2 separate regions of the Capsicum annuum genome follow, and region 1 is linked to region 2. The links are chromatin contacts, called in public Hi-C maps. All regions are on one chromosome and are shown on one strand. Each heading gives the region's core, a stretch centred on a gene start, on an enhancer-like site or on the middle of the called end of the contact. The rest is flanking DNA. Distances are from core to core; before and after follow the strand shown.

The links. Hi-C and Micro-C count contacts between places; a contact is called where the count stands out from the background.
Region 1: a contact with region 2 is called in a Hi-C map of placenta, with 2.6 times the contacts expected there. The contact joins two enhancer-like sites. A contact is called at or near these places in 3 of 5 Hi-C or Micro-C datasets (bud, leaf and placenta).

What each region holds. Positions count from the first base shown.
Region 1 is chr6:187,100,819-187,107,511 of UCD10Xv1.1, forward strand. No RefSeq gene overlaps it. Among protein-coding and RNA genes, the nearest start is that of LOC107872865, 14 kb to the right of the region's middle. Within about 2 kb of position 5,438, at least 2 of the 5 cell types and tissues checked have an H3K27ac peak or open chromatin away from gene starts, as enhancers often do.
Region 2 is chr6:187,004,674-187,011,585 of UCD10Xv1.1, forward strand. No RefSeq gene overlaps it. Among protein-coding and RNA genes, the nearest start is that of LOC107872866, 44 kb to the right of the region's middle. Within about 2 kb of position 2,073, at least 5 of the 5 cell types and tissues checked have an H3K27ac peak or open chromatin away from gene starts, as enhancers often do.

The DNA of each region.
Region 1 (6,693 bases), core at 4,188-6,687, 100 kb after region 2:
TTTGAAGGGTAAGTGGAATGAGAAGGGGGGAGTAGGATTGAGAAGGTGAAGCAGAATTGCTGGAAGGTATGGGAGAAGGAAATTCATTAGGTCATGAAAGTTGAGAAGAGGTAGTTACCTTTGTGCTTGTCGAAGGATGAACAACATCCCAAGTTATCGTTGACAATTAAGTTAGAGCCTGTAGAGGTAAAAAAGGATGCAACTTGATGAAGTAGTGTGGAAGAGATTGTCAAGAAAGTGTAGTGTGATCTAGAAGCAGATGTTTTTAGGTGGTCTTAATAAGGAAAACATTCCTCATAAAAGGCAAAATGACGAGCCACATAGACCCGATTAGTTGGCACATGAAGACACAAATAGCCCTTGTGTTTTGAGCTATAACCAATAATGATGCATGGTTGAGAGCGGAATTCAAACTTGTGGCTATGGTAAGGATGAAGAAAGGGGAAACAAAGACAGCCAAAAGATTTTAAAAAACCATAGTCAGGTGGACAAAGATATAGACATTGATAAGGAGATGAGTAGTTTAGGATGGCGGTGATGGTGCGGCTAGAGAGGTAGACTGCTGTGTGGAAGGCTGGTTCCCAAAAAGACAAAGGGAGGGAAGCATGGGCAAGAAAATATAATCCTTTTTCAACAATTATACGATTGCGTCGCTCTAGAGAACCATTTTGTTCCGGTGTGTGGGGGCATAAAACTCTATGTCAGATGCCTAGAGATTGAAGGTGAAAAGAAACATTATAAAATTGACCTCCCTAATCAGTTTGTATACATTTTATTTTGGCACTGAATTAGGTTTCAACCATGGAATGGAATAGTTTAAAAATAGAAAGCACATCCGATTTTTGATGGATAAATAAATCCAAATAATTTTGGTACAATCATCCAAGAATAAAATAAAGTAGCGAGTTCCATTAATAGAATTTATTAGAGTAGGATCCCAAACATCTGAATACACAAGATCAAAAGGACGCAAACTAGACTCGTGATGATGAACTAATGAAATGCAATGTCTCTTGCCCATATGACAGGGTGCACAAACAACAGGAAAACTAAATTTTATACAGGAAGATTATAACTAGAGAAAAGATGGCGTAATGCAGCTTCATTAGGATGCGCCAATCTATGGTGCCATCCAGCAAGGGTAGTGCGTTCACCAAGAAAGGCCATGGGTGATGGTTTAGTGTAATTTGATGTAGGCGATGGAATGACGCGATACAAGTCATCATCAACGACTCCCCGAAGTATTGTTTGACCCTGCGGATTCTTCACAAAGTACTCATTAGCGTGAAATTGAACAAGGATGTTATCATCACGAGTGAGTTTGAAAATACTTAAGAGGCTTTTTGTTAATTTAGAAACAACAAGAGCATTGGATAGGGTGATAGGTTTAGGTTTAGCAGACAAAATCTTATTGCTAATATACGAAATATTTAGTGACATACCATTACCGAAAACAAGTCGATCACCTCCATTGTACTCTGAGTTCATAGATAGTTGTGTCAAATCTGGATTAACATGATGAGAAACACCAGAGTCAAAATACCATGATGGATCAACAACCGTAGATGGTTCAGCCGAGTCGTTTTGGGACGTTACAGTAACGGGTAGTGGATTGTAGGATAGAACAAATTAAAAGAATGGAGACGAAAGATTTGAAGAGCATTCATGACATTACTCCTCCAAATCTGAAAGTTAATTTGATCAAGTTTCAAAGAGAGATTCGGTAAGTAATAAGTAACCTTATTGGAAGATGATTCTTGTGTGAGAGTAAGACTATTGTTTGTGTTTGTGGAATCAACCATGTTGGATCGATGACAATTGATACCATGTAGAGAAATAAACGTATTAAAGATGAGAGAATAATGGCGTTCGCAGACTCTCAGTTAAAATCTTCCACCGGGAGGAAGATGTTATTATATAGTCACTATTTACATGGATCCTGTTAAAGGATTAATACAAATCCTATATTCTCTCTAATCTACCTATTAAGATATACACAACAAATAATAATATTAATAATATAAAATGCATCACTTATTCAATATTACAGAAAAATTAGGAAAATTAGGAAAAAGATAAAATGATCTGTTGGTTCCTATCTACATGGCTGTTGTGAGAGATTTTCAGTTACTATTCTGAGAAAAAATACCATCTTTTCATTTTTCATTCACACTTCTTAATAACCCAACAGTAACACCCCTATTCAAAACATATTTATCTTTTAAAAGTTATATAGAGTTTCAGTCATTTTGACAAACTTCAGATCGAATCTGTTGTTGTTGCTTCAATCTTTTCTCTCTTCAAAGCTTTGGGACTAAAGTAGAGCTCTATCAAAGCTTAAGATGCTATGAAATTTGAAGGCAAAGTTCAAATTCAAACTTAATAATTAAAAGTTGGTCTCTGTCAGAGTCTGACTTTAAACATAATACCAACAGGACACATATTCGAACTTAATTTTGAGTTGAGTTATTATTTTTTTACTATTTGTACACAAAAAGTGATACATACAAATATTAGGAGGAAAATGAAAACGAGAAAAATTAATACTATACCGACACGAAAATAACGTCGCTATCTTTGGATTGACATGATTTGGCATTGATTAATAAAGAAATGGGTCAACATGTTCATTCAGTAACCTAACTCAACTTTGAGCCACAAAATGCCAGTGAAGTAGTAAAACATAAACCTAATTCCAAGAAATCACATTTGACTTTAGTAAGTATTCATGATTCATGCTAAAATATATGATGCTTTGTTAAAGAATATACTCCCTCCGTATCAAATTAATCGTCTCAAATTTTTTAATTTGATTTTTCATTTTACTTGTCTTTTTCATTAATCAACAAGAGCCAATTTTTTTTTTATATTTTACACTTTACATTAATTATTTTTTCTTCAAATTAAAATGTAAATATCATTTAATAGGAGTATTATGGTAAGATAGGCATATTATTGATTATTTTTCTTAATTAATTTATCATCTCAATTTGGAACGGGTAATTTGAGACGGAGGGAGTATTGTATTTAGTTATTTTCGTCGTCTCAATTTATATGGCACAGTTTACTCTGTCACAAAGTTTTAAAAAATAAATTTAAATTTATGTTCTAAAATGAATTTTAGATATTTGTATAACTGTAAATCATTTCACTAGAAATAAAATGAAATTTTAAAATTAATTATTCTAATTATAAAAGGATGGAGTAATTTTTTGAACGGATTAAAAGGGAAAGATTGTCACGTGAATTGTGACGACGGGTGTATACTGTGGTAGATGGTAACTAGTGTGTGTACTGTGTTCCAAGTAGTCTTAAATGCTCTACTTAGCTAGTAATGAATAGTCATCTAAAATGACCCAATTATATTTGATATTGAATGTTCATCTTGTACAAAATATTACAATCATTACTACAAAAGGTAGCATAGTTTGATGAACTATCTTTTCAATTTCTTTGGCATTACCTTGTTTTAATAACGTGATATGTTCAACTTTTATGGGGAAAAAGTTCAACTCGTCCAGTTCTTATTGTGGTGCAAAATCAAAATGTTTCCCATAAATATACACAATAAGATTGAGGAGACAGCATCAAAACGCCATTGAGCATATTCTAATTACAATCTTACTATATAGGGGTTGTTTGGTTGGGAAATGGTTATCCCGGGATGAGTAATACCGGAATTAGTTATCCCGGGATTATCCGGGATAACTTATCCCACCATGTATATGGGATAAGTTATCCCATTACTATGGTGTAAATGGTGGGATAAGTTTCCCACCATTCATTAATCCCTCCAACCAAACACTCGTTCAATTGATCTTTATATTTTATCCTGGAATAACTTATCCCTTGGATTACTTAAACCTCAAACCAAACGACCCTAAGGTATTGTTCGTTGTAGCGTAACCTACCATTTATGCCACCTCAAGTTTTTTGACCTTCGCGATATTGTCCCTTGGATTTTAACTTAATGACGTATCAATTGTTAAATTATGAATTCACCCTTTTATGATTTCTTGCTTTATTTCTGTTTTAGCAGTATCGATCATTTAATTCTCGAATTTACCATCAATATAATCACTGATTAATTAGGGCAGGGGGGAGTATAACTTCCCTAAGAGATTGACAAGCACAATACCAAAACAAAACCAAAAAAAGTTTGGAATTTAATCTTTTTAATAGCAGTATTAATTTCATTTCTTAAAATAAGTGCGCTAAATTATTCAAATACTCAATAATCAAGCTAGCAGTTATAGATTCCACAAGCTTGGATTGGAAAAAGAGATGTTTAGAATAATTGACACCTAAATTAAACAGGATGGTATGATTATAATATTTATCTAACAAAAGAAAATCATTGCAACATATATAATCATAGTTTAGAAAGGCATCTTAAGAGATATCTTCTTCTATTGCATATTTGACTAAATCTTAATTTATTAGTGCATAATTTGCTTTAAATTACTTGTTAGTCTTGAAAAGAAATATGCTATTTATAAGTATGTCTCTACATAGGTGAATGTAGAATTTTCACTTCAACCTATATAATTTTATCACTCTACCCATTAAACTTTTATAATTATGGCTTCGAAATGTCATGTTTATGGAAAAATCCATGATGTCTACATGTATATCTATGCTAAAAATATTGAATTCAGTTGAACTCATTACAATGAGTCGCACATCATGTATCTTTATTTTGATTTAAAATACAATTATCTATGTATTTACATATTTCTATAAGTTAATCTCAGTGCACATCACTGAATATTACTTCCAAAAATCTTGGTTCAAAATTCAAATAAAAAAAAGAATGATTTATTCTCTCACATAATTCGTCGGTCAAACTAATGATTCTCTTTTTAAATTAAACAAATATGTCGTGTGCCAAAATGGAGGTGGATAGGATGCATATTACTTATAAAGCAAACATACAATTAATTTTAGCAAAGAAAAGAAAACCTGAAGTATAAATAAGAAAAATAAATAAAATACTTCTTATAGTGCTCAAGAAAGAACACTTGATTCAAATTGGGAAAGATATTGTCCATTCGTTAGAATTTTATTCTTTTAATGACTTTAATTTGCCAACTGGGAAAAATTCTCAAACCAGATAATTATAGAAAATGACCCTACAATTGGTACAATTATAAGAAACAAAAATCATTTTCGATATATTCCCAAATCTATAAGACATTTCCCATGAGAGAATGATGCAAACAACTCCTTCCTTTACAAGCAAAAAAGAAGAAAAGAAATATTCTCAAGACTTGACCATACTTGAAAAAAATAAAATAAAATAATAAGAGAATTAATTAAAGGTATGATTTGCTTTCAAATCAAACACAAAAAAGAATGAATTAAAGTAATAATTGACACCTTTTTTCCCCAACGTAGGTCCTTTAGCAGGTATAGGATCCTGTTAAATTATAAGACTAGTAGAAAATGCCAAAAAGTTGAAAACATATTGAATCTTTTATGAAGAATTTTAAACAAGTGAACCTCTTAGAAATGCCTTACATTTTTAATGACAAAGACACAGAAAATTATGTTCAGATATTTTGACAAGAACCCATTAACACATTGCTTTTTATTATTCTCTATTCTTTTTATGACCCAAATAGTTTAACTCCATTTTTTTTTTTCAAAAAAAAAAAAAAGTATGTGAAGGTACTGAATTATATTAACTGATAAATACACTAATCAGAATAACAATGTACAGCTAGTGGTACTTATACCTTACCAATTTGAAAAAATCTTCAACAGAGTGAAAAAAGAAAAATAGCGTTCTCATAATTGTAAAAATTATAGTTCGAATGTCCTTTATTTTACAAAGAATTATTGAATAACAATTCGAAGGACATATTTATTGTGATTTAAATTGTGGTCTATTGACTCTCTAATTCCCTCCTCTCTTTTTTTGCTTTTTGTAATTCCATTTCCTTCAAGAAAAAGAAAGAAATGAAATTACTTTTTGAGGTGGGTTCAGAAAGGGAAAATTTACAGAAATCGAGCCCAACATAAAATATTAGTCTCGTAGTGCTATTTTCAGTTATGTAATATTATACAACAAACATTATAGCCGCAGAGAAAGTATTAGAGTTAATGTTATCAACCTTACGTAAGAGTGTATAATATAGCGTATATAATGTGTTTATACACAAATATGAGCTATACCGAATAAACCACTCAAAATATGAGTTAAAGCATGTAAATATTTCTTCTGGTGAACGTAGAGCATAATTTTTCCTATATGGGGCAGTCCAATCAATCAAACCATGGAAACTCACGGACTAGAACACTGATAGTGCTTAGCAAGTTGATGTTGATCATTGAATAAATTCCCAAATTGGGACAAGCAGTAACATTCATTTGAATATTACAAATTAGGAAATGGTGATGTTACCCTCATCAACGAGGAACTATGCCAAACATTCTCCAGGTTACAAGATCCAGCTATAAATCGAGCTTTTGCTGAGTTGTTTTGTAGCACTGTCAACGTGAGATGATCGTTGCACGAGGCATGTTGATGGCCTTAATACATGGGCGCACATTTTGTAGGTTCGAGTGAACTCATAGCTTTCGACTTGGAACTAGATATACATATGTGGAAAATACAACAATGTATACACATAAATAAGATCACACTTGCTCTAACCGCACATGCTCTCAAAATTTGATTCCCCTTGGATG
Region 2 (6,912 bases), core at 823-3,322:
AGCTGCAGGTTATGCTTGTTTGTGAAACATAGCTTACTATTATTTTGATTTAGAAAAAAAAAAATTTAAGGTTTAATTTAGTTAAAGTCTTAAGAATGGTTTAATGCAAGTTTTACTTTTGGGAAATATGTTTTCCTACCTGCAGCTGACAGACTGTAGGACTTGTGATAAAGCTTATTTAGCATTGTTGTTGTCTGGAACTTTTCTTTGCCAAGCAATCAGCTACTTTATTTGTTTCACTAAAGTTGTGCCAGAAAACTGAATTTTACAATTTCTTCAAGAGGGATCTTCATGAGCTTTTTATTGTCAACTGTTACTTGTGTTCAGGTGTTGAGTTTTGGCCTCTTGTTGTATACAAATATATATATAAATATATAAAATTCAGTTGCTTTCCGTCAGCTGTGAATATATATTTTTCTATACGTAAATGGGATTTAGGACTATTTGAAAATTTGGACAATGGACACCTGTAACATGCTTTGAGACGACAACTACTTAGCTGGAGATTCATGTGTTTGAAAAGAACAGATTTTTGAACGATGTGGATATTAACAGTGTGGAGTTGAACGAGGCTAACTAACTTTGTATTAAGTTAGGGTAATAGCTTTAATTTGTCTTGAAAAAAATTTGTTGATCATAAATTTCTTATAAGACATTCCCTATTAAGGACAAGAATGATTTAATAGAAATATTTGAGAATTACCTATTACTCCATCATTTACATTGGATAGATGTCCAATAAGTTTGAACAGGACCCAGAAAAAGATATGTGCTTCTAATGGGAAGCTTAAAAATGAAAAAAGAAAGAGGGGATAGGAAAACTCAAGTTGGTAATAGTAAAATTAATAATCAAGAGCTAGCTAGGTTCAAATGTTATGCTAATTTTCGATTTGTGAAACCTACATTTAATGTGCTGGACATAAAAAATATTTAGCGTCAAAACTCTAAAAGAGAGGGGAAAGGAGAGTATTTAGCAAGGATACAGTGAGAATAATGCATAAAACAATGCAAGGATTATGAATATGGAAAAAGACACTTCAAATTTGGATTAAACAAAAACTTCTCTTTCTAATATCTAAATCTAGTTCCCATCTTTGTTTCATGTATTCCCAAAGTATCACCTAAATAAGTACTGCTAGAGAGCTGTGTTTTTAAAGGCGGAGGCGTAAGGTGAGACATTTTACTTAGTACAAAGCGAGGCATAGGTCCCGAGGCGATGAGGCGTAAGTTCCACAACTCCTTTAATTTTTAATATTTTTAAATTAATATAAGTAGATATAAAAAATTTTAAAAGAGATAAATCACTTAAAAAGGTAAAATTACATCAAAATTATTTAAAATGGCAAAATCATCTTCCACGTCATTTTTAAATGTTGCATTAAATTTCACGTCATTTTGAAATGCAACAAAAGAAATTAAATATTAAAATAAAGTTAATTTTACAAATTGTAAAAAATTTTTAATTATGTTCTTAATATTTGATCACAAATTGAGCATCAAATTCATTCCAAATCGTTGAAATTCCTCTCCAATTAATTTAAATTTTCAACTATAATTCAAATGTATTAATTTAAATTTTCAACTATAAATTCAAATGCACAAACACAATAAATTTTAAATTTTAAATTTTAAATTTTAAATATCTTTGAAAAATCTACAAAAACTCATTTCTTGCTCTTCAAACTTGAACTTCAAGCTTTTCCAAACTCATTCATGGAATTTATTAATTTCTCAATATCCACTATCACTCACTTTCACTTCAAATTTAAATTTTAATCCTAAAAAAATGTGAAAAGTTTGAATTGAAAAAATAATCTGTAAAAAAATAAAAAAGTAAATTTCGAATGAAGGAGAAGAAAATTTTGAAGAAGGTAGAAAGATTATTTTCTTCTTTCAAATGCGATGTGGGTAAGGACCGGAAGAAAAAGAATAGTGAGGTGGAGTGATGCAGATGGGGTGGGGGATATGCGTGGGGCTGACAAAGAAATAGAAATAAAAAAAAATTAGAGAGGGTGGTTTTGGGGGAAGGGTGACAAAAAAGAATAAAAAAATTGAAGGGGGGAGGGGGAAGGGGAATGGTTGCTGCGTGGTGGTGGTGAGGGGGGAAGGCGGGGCAGGGAAGGGTTAGAAAGAGAGGAAGAAAGTGGGATTATTTCTTTTTTTTTGACTTTACTATTTTTTAATTATTTTAAATATCTTTTTTATTTCACTTGCCCAAAAAACGCGTGCAAGCATGCATTTTCTATCTCAATAATTTAATGCAACATATGCATTAAAAGAATTTTAAATATTGTGTTTTAATGGGTTGAGAGGTTCAGATGGTAAAAGGCTAAGTAGAGATGTTCACTTATAAACTCGGACAAGTACAAGGTCCACTAGACAATTTCGCCTTAAAAAAAGTGAAATATGTATTTAAAACTGCTTCAACAAGAAAACAACAACCAACCCATGCCACATAATACAAATATTTTATAAAATCAACTTTCTTATAATAAACTATTATATGTCCTCAAAAACATAAGTTTGTATAAAAAAAAATTACATAATCAATCAAACCCCACATTTTCGTTTCTTGATCAATATATTTACGCATTCATTTACTACATATTATGTTTTAAAAGAGAACTAATAAAGTAAATAACTTAAAACCTCATCATCATACGACTTGAAAAGAATTAGAAGAAAAGAAAGGAATTAGGAAAAAGAAAGTACACCCAGTACCTTCTTGATGAGTAGCAGCATCATCGACCCCACGGACAAATTCGTATCAAAGTGTAACTTTTTCAAGTTTCTTTCACTTTTGATTGGTGCATTTAAGTATTTACCAATCATATATTTTAGTATTAAATTTAAATTCGATATTTAACAGAAAAAAATTATTTTACTTTGTAAATTTTCTAGGCTTACATCTAATTTGCGCCTCATGCTTAGACAAACACCTTAAATTTCGAGATGTTCGCTTTTCGATACTTTCACCTCCTTACAACGCCTCGAGACATTTTTGACTACGCCTGCACCCCGAGGCGAGCCTCGTGACTATTTCTTAAAACACTGCTACAGAGTCGAATAGCGAATAGCTTAGAACTTAGAAGGAAAGACACTGAGGTTGGGTTGTCTAGATTAGTCTAAAATTATGTCAAGAAACACAGGCCCATTAGTGTGGGGAGAGCATTCGTCAAGCAAGCCCGCATGGACAAACTTGTCAAGGACGTATGGGTCGTTCACAAAAATATTCTTGCGCAATCTTAAACTTTTTACCTCGTTTGCCACACAAAATTTTTAAGTTTAGAAAATTTCGTCCTTGATCTTTGCTACCATCCATTTTCAAGATCATTGGATATACTTTCCTGGTCAAGGACATCTAATTGGTCTATGACGCTAAAAACAATTAATCCCTCTGTTTCATATTAATTAACCCTTATTGACTTGACATATTCATTAAGAAAATATTAATTAGGGGTCTATTTTATCAAATTAAGTCTTATTAATTATGCTTTGAAAATATATATTTGAGTAAATACACTTTGTTTTATCATTTAATGTTAAGGGTATTATTGGAAGAATATACATAAAATCCTCTTGATCATTAAAAGAACAACTAAATTGAAACAAATATTTTTAGAAATAGAGTCAACTAAAATGAAACGGAAGGAGTAGTAATTAGTCGATTCAAGCCGTACGTAAACGTTTTTTAAAAAATTTAAGTCCTGGCAGCATAACTTGGATTAAGAGCATATGAAATTACTCTAAGTGCTTACTTTTTTGTAAAGAAATTGATTGAAGTTAAATTAATATATCGAGGGACACCAAAGAAAGTATCAGTTTATAAGGGAAAATTTTAAAAATAGCAACTATAAAGCTTTAATTATAATTTTTATAGCAACAGTTTCAAAATTACAAAAAATAGCAATATATATTTTGTATTTCAGTAAACTGTTGCTATTTAAATATATATACAATCAGAGATTTCCTTCCTAATTTAATGCTAATCTGTTTGAGTTAAATAAGGGAAAAAATTGTTCCTTAATTTATGACACGTGTTTCTTAATTTATGGCACATTTAATTTTACAGATTCATTTACCTTATAAAACTCTTTTTTTAGCACAACCATTAAATTACAACTACTAATTAAAATTCAAAAAATGTTTTCCATAATTAACAACTCAAATCAAATTCAAAAACATTTTCCTTCATGTTATTTTTTTTTGCTGATCGACTAAAATTTTGAAGAAAATATTAAAAATACAATGGTCCAATTATAGGTATTGATCAACTAACTCTATTCTATTTGTGGTTTTCATAAAATTAAAGTGCGAAATTGCTGAAAAACTTGTAACAAACTGTCGCGGGATTCAAAAATTTGAGATCTTATACGAATTTTATCAGTTCTCGTAAAAAATGATTTAAGCAAAATTTTTTTTCAATTTCAAATTTGTTCTTGTTGTTCTGTTATTTGAAAGTTGAGATGCAATTTTTATACTTTAAATTTGAATTTTAGTTTAGGATAACTAGTGTTCGACTAAAAATTTTTTTTCGTTTGTATTCGTTTTGCAGCTTTGTATATACGAATTAGTTGTTGTATATAGCACATATTTGAGATTTAAACAAACTTGATTCTATTTGTGTGTTTCATAAAATAAAATTGCAAAAATTACTGAAAAATTTGTAACAAAATTGTGCAGTCGCGGAATTCAAAAATCTAAGATCGTATATGAATTTTATCAGTTCTAAAAAAAATGATTTGATCAAAATTCTTTTTTTAAAATTCAAAGTTATCTGTGTGTTTATGTAATGTGAAAATTGAGATACAATTGTTATACGTTAAATTTGAATTTTAGTCGATGATAACTAGTATTCGAATAAAAGATTTCTTTTCGTTGGAATTCATTTTACAGTTTTGTATATACAAATTAGTTGTTGTATATAGTATGTATTTGATATTTAATTTTATTTTTATTGTTTTTTGGTGTTCTGGAGATTGACAATGGAAAGCATACCTGTTCTTGTTAAACACTCTTGTAGATGGACATATAAATTACATTATGAAGATTACATATGTTTCCAGTTGTATGTATTTATAATATACATATGCAGTACGTTTATGTGTTCACTGGCAGTTTCATATGTTTCCAGCTGTATATATTTATAATATACATATGCAATACGTTTATGTGTTCATTGACAGTTTCATATGTTTCCAACTGTATGTATTTACAATATACATATGCAGTATTTTATGTGTAAAAATCATGTATTCTTATTTGTATTTTTTTAATATGTGGGACATATATTTTCATTGGCATATGGTGTACTAGATTCTGAAAATGACGCATCTTGGACTTGGTTCTTTGAGAATCTGAAGGAAGCATATGGTAAAAAAAAACATATGTGCATAGTTTTCGATCGTAATGCAAGTATCATAGAAGTGGTTGCTGATGTGTACAATAATGTACCACATTATGTATGTATGTGGCGTCTATAGGGTAATGTGAAAACAAATTTAGAAAGTCACATGATGCATTGTTCGTGGTAAATCAGGAAGAGCTATGTTCAAAAATAAAAATAAAAATTATTGTAGTTCATGTGAGTTTAAAGGTCACAATATTTGTTCATGTAGGAAATACAATAAATGATAAGTTGGTTGATGTTTTTAGTCAAAATGCAATTGCTGAATTTTTTCATTAAGAATTATGTCATTCTAAAATTTGAACTTGCTAATTTGTTATAATTCAAATGTTGCAATTATTTTACAGTGTTTGATTAATTTAATTATATATATATATATAGATAGAGAGAGAGAGAGAGAGAGAGAGAGACGTATTTCGGAAAAAATATATTTGCATTAGACGTAAATACAAATGCAAATTGGAATGAACATATGTATCAATCATAAATATGTATTTTTCAAAATTACAGATGCATATCAGGAAAAATATACTTTCAGACTTGTAAAAAGTAAGTATGTGTTATTAAGAATACATATGTACACTGGAATGAACATGTGTATTATTCATAAATACATGACTCATAAATTTATATGAACTTCTGCATAAGAATACAATAACTATGTATAGTTCAAAAATATATTTGCAAATCTATAAAAATACATATGCGTATATAATCATAACTGGAAAATACATATGCATTAGAAATAAATACATATGCAAAATTGGATAGAAGAAAAGTTCATAAAGACAATTACTAACATTTACATAAACTAACCATGAAAATATTGGAGTTTAAAAGATTAAATATCAACAAACTTAATATAACAGTAAAGAAACATTAACATATCATCTTTGAACATTAAAGTAACATATGAAACTTAAGAAATATTCAAAAAATTATTTATCCACCTAATGTTAACTGTTGTAAACTTCAACAAAATAAAATACACATCAAATATCATGCACTTCAGTGTCTTTTGTTATCGCAATTTCTCGAGGATGCCTCATTGGTGCTTCATCACCACTTTGGGCCTTCGCTTCTTCTTTTCTCGAACCATAATCCCACAAAAGTGAAGCATATCTTGTGCGAATAAGATCTGTATCATGTATAACATTTACATGTCAAAACAGTGGTACTTATGTATTTACAATATACATGTTATATTTACATTGAAACATATACATATACAAACATTGTCATCTACTCTTTATAAATAAATACAACCGAGCAAAAAAAATATAAATATTAACAGTACAAATAAGAAAATACATATGTAACAGGTAACAAATACATTTCATATGATTCCAAGCAAACAAATTACATATGTATTTTATTTATACATAATTTGTCAAAAAAATCATACTTATCAATAAAAAAGAAGAACATATCATAGTCAAATACATATCTTATTAGTAAATAAAATAAATAGATATCTAACCTGTATCATGTATAACATTTACATA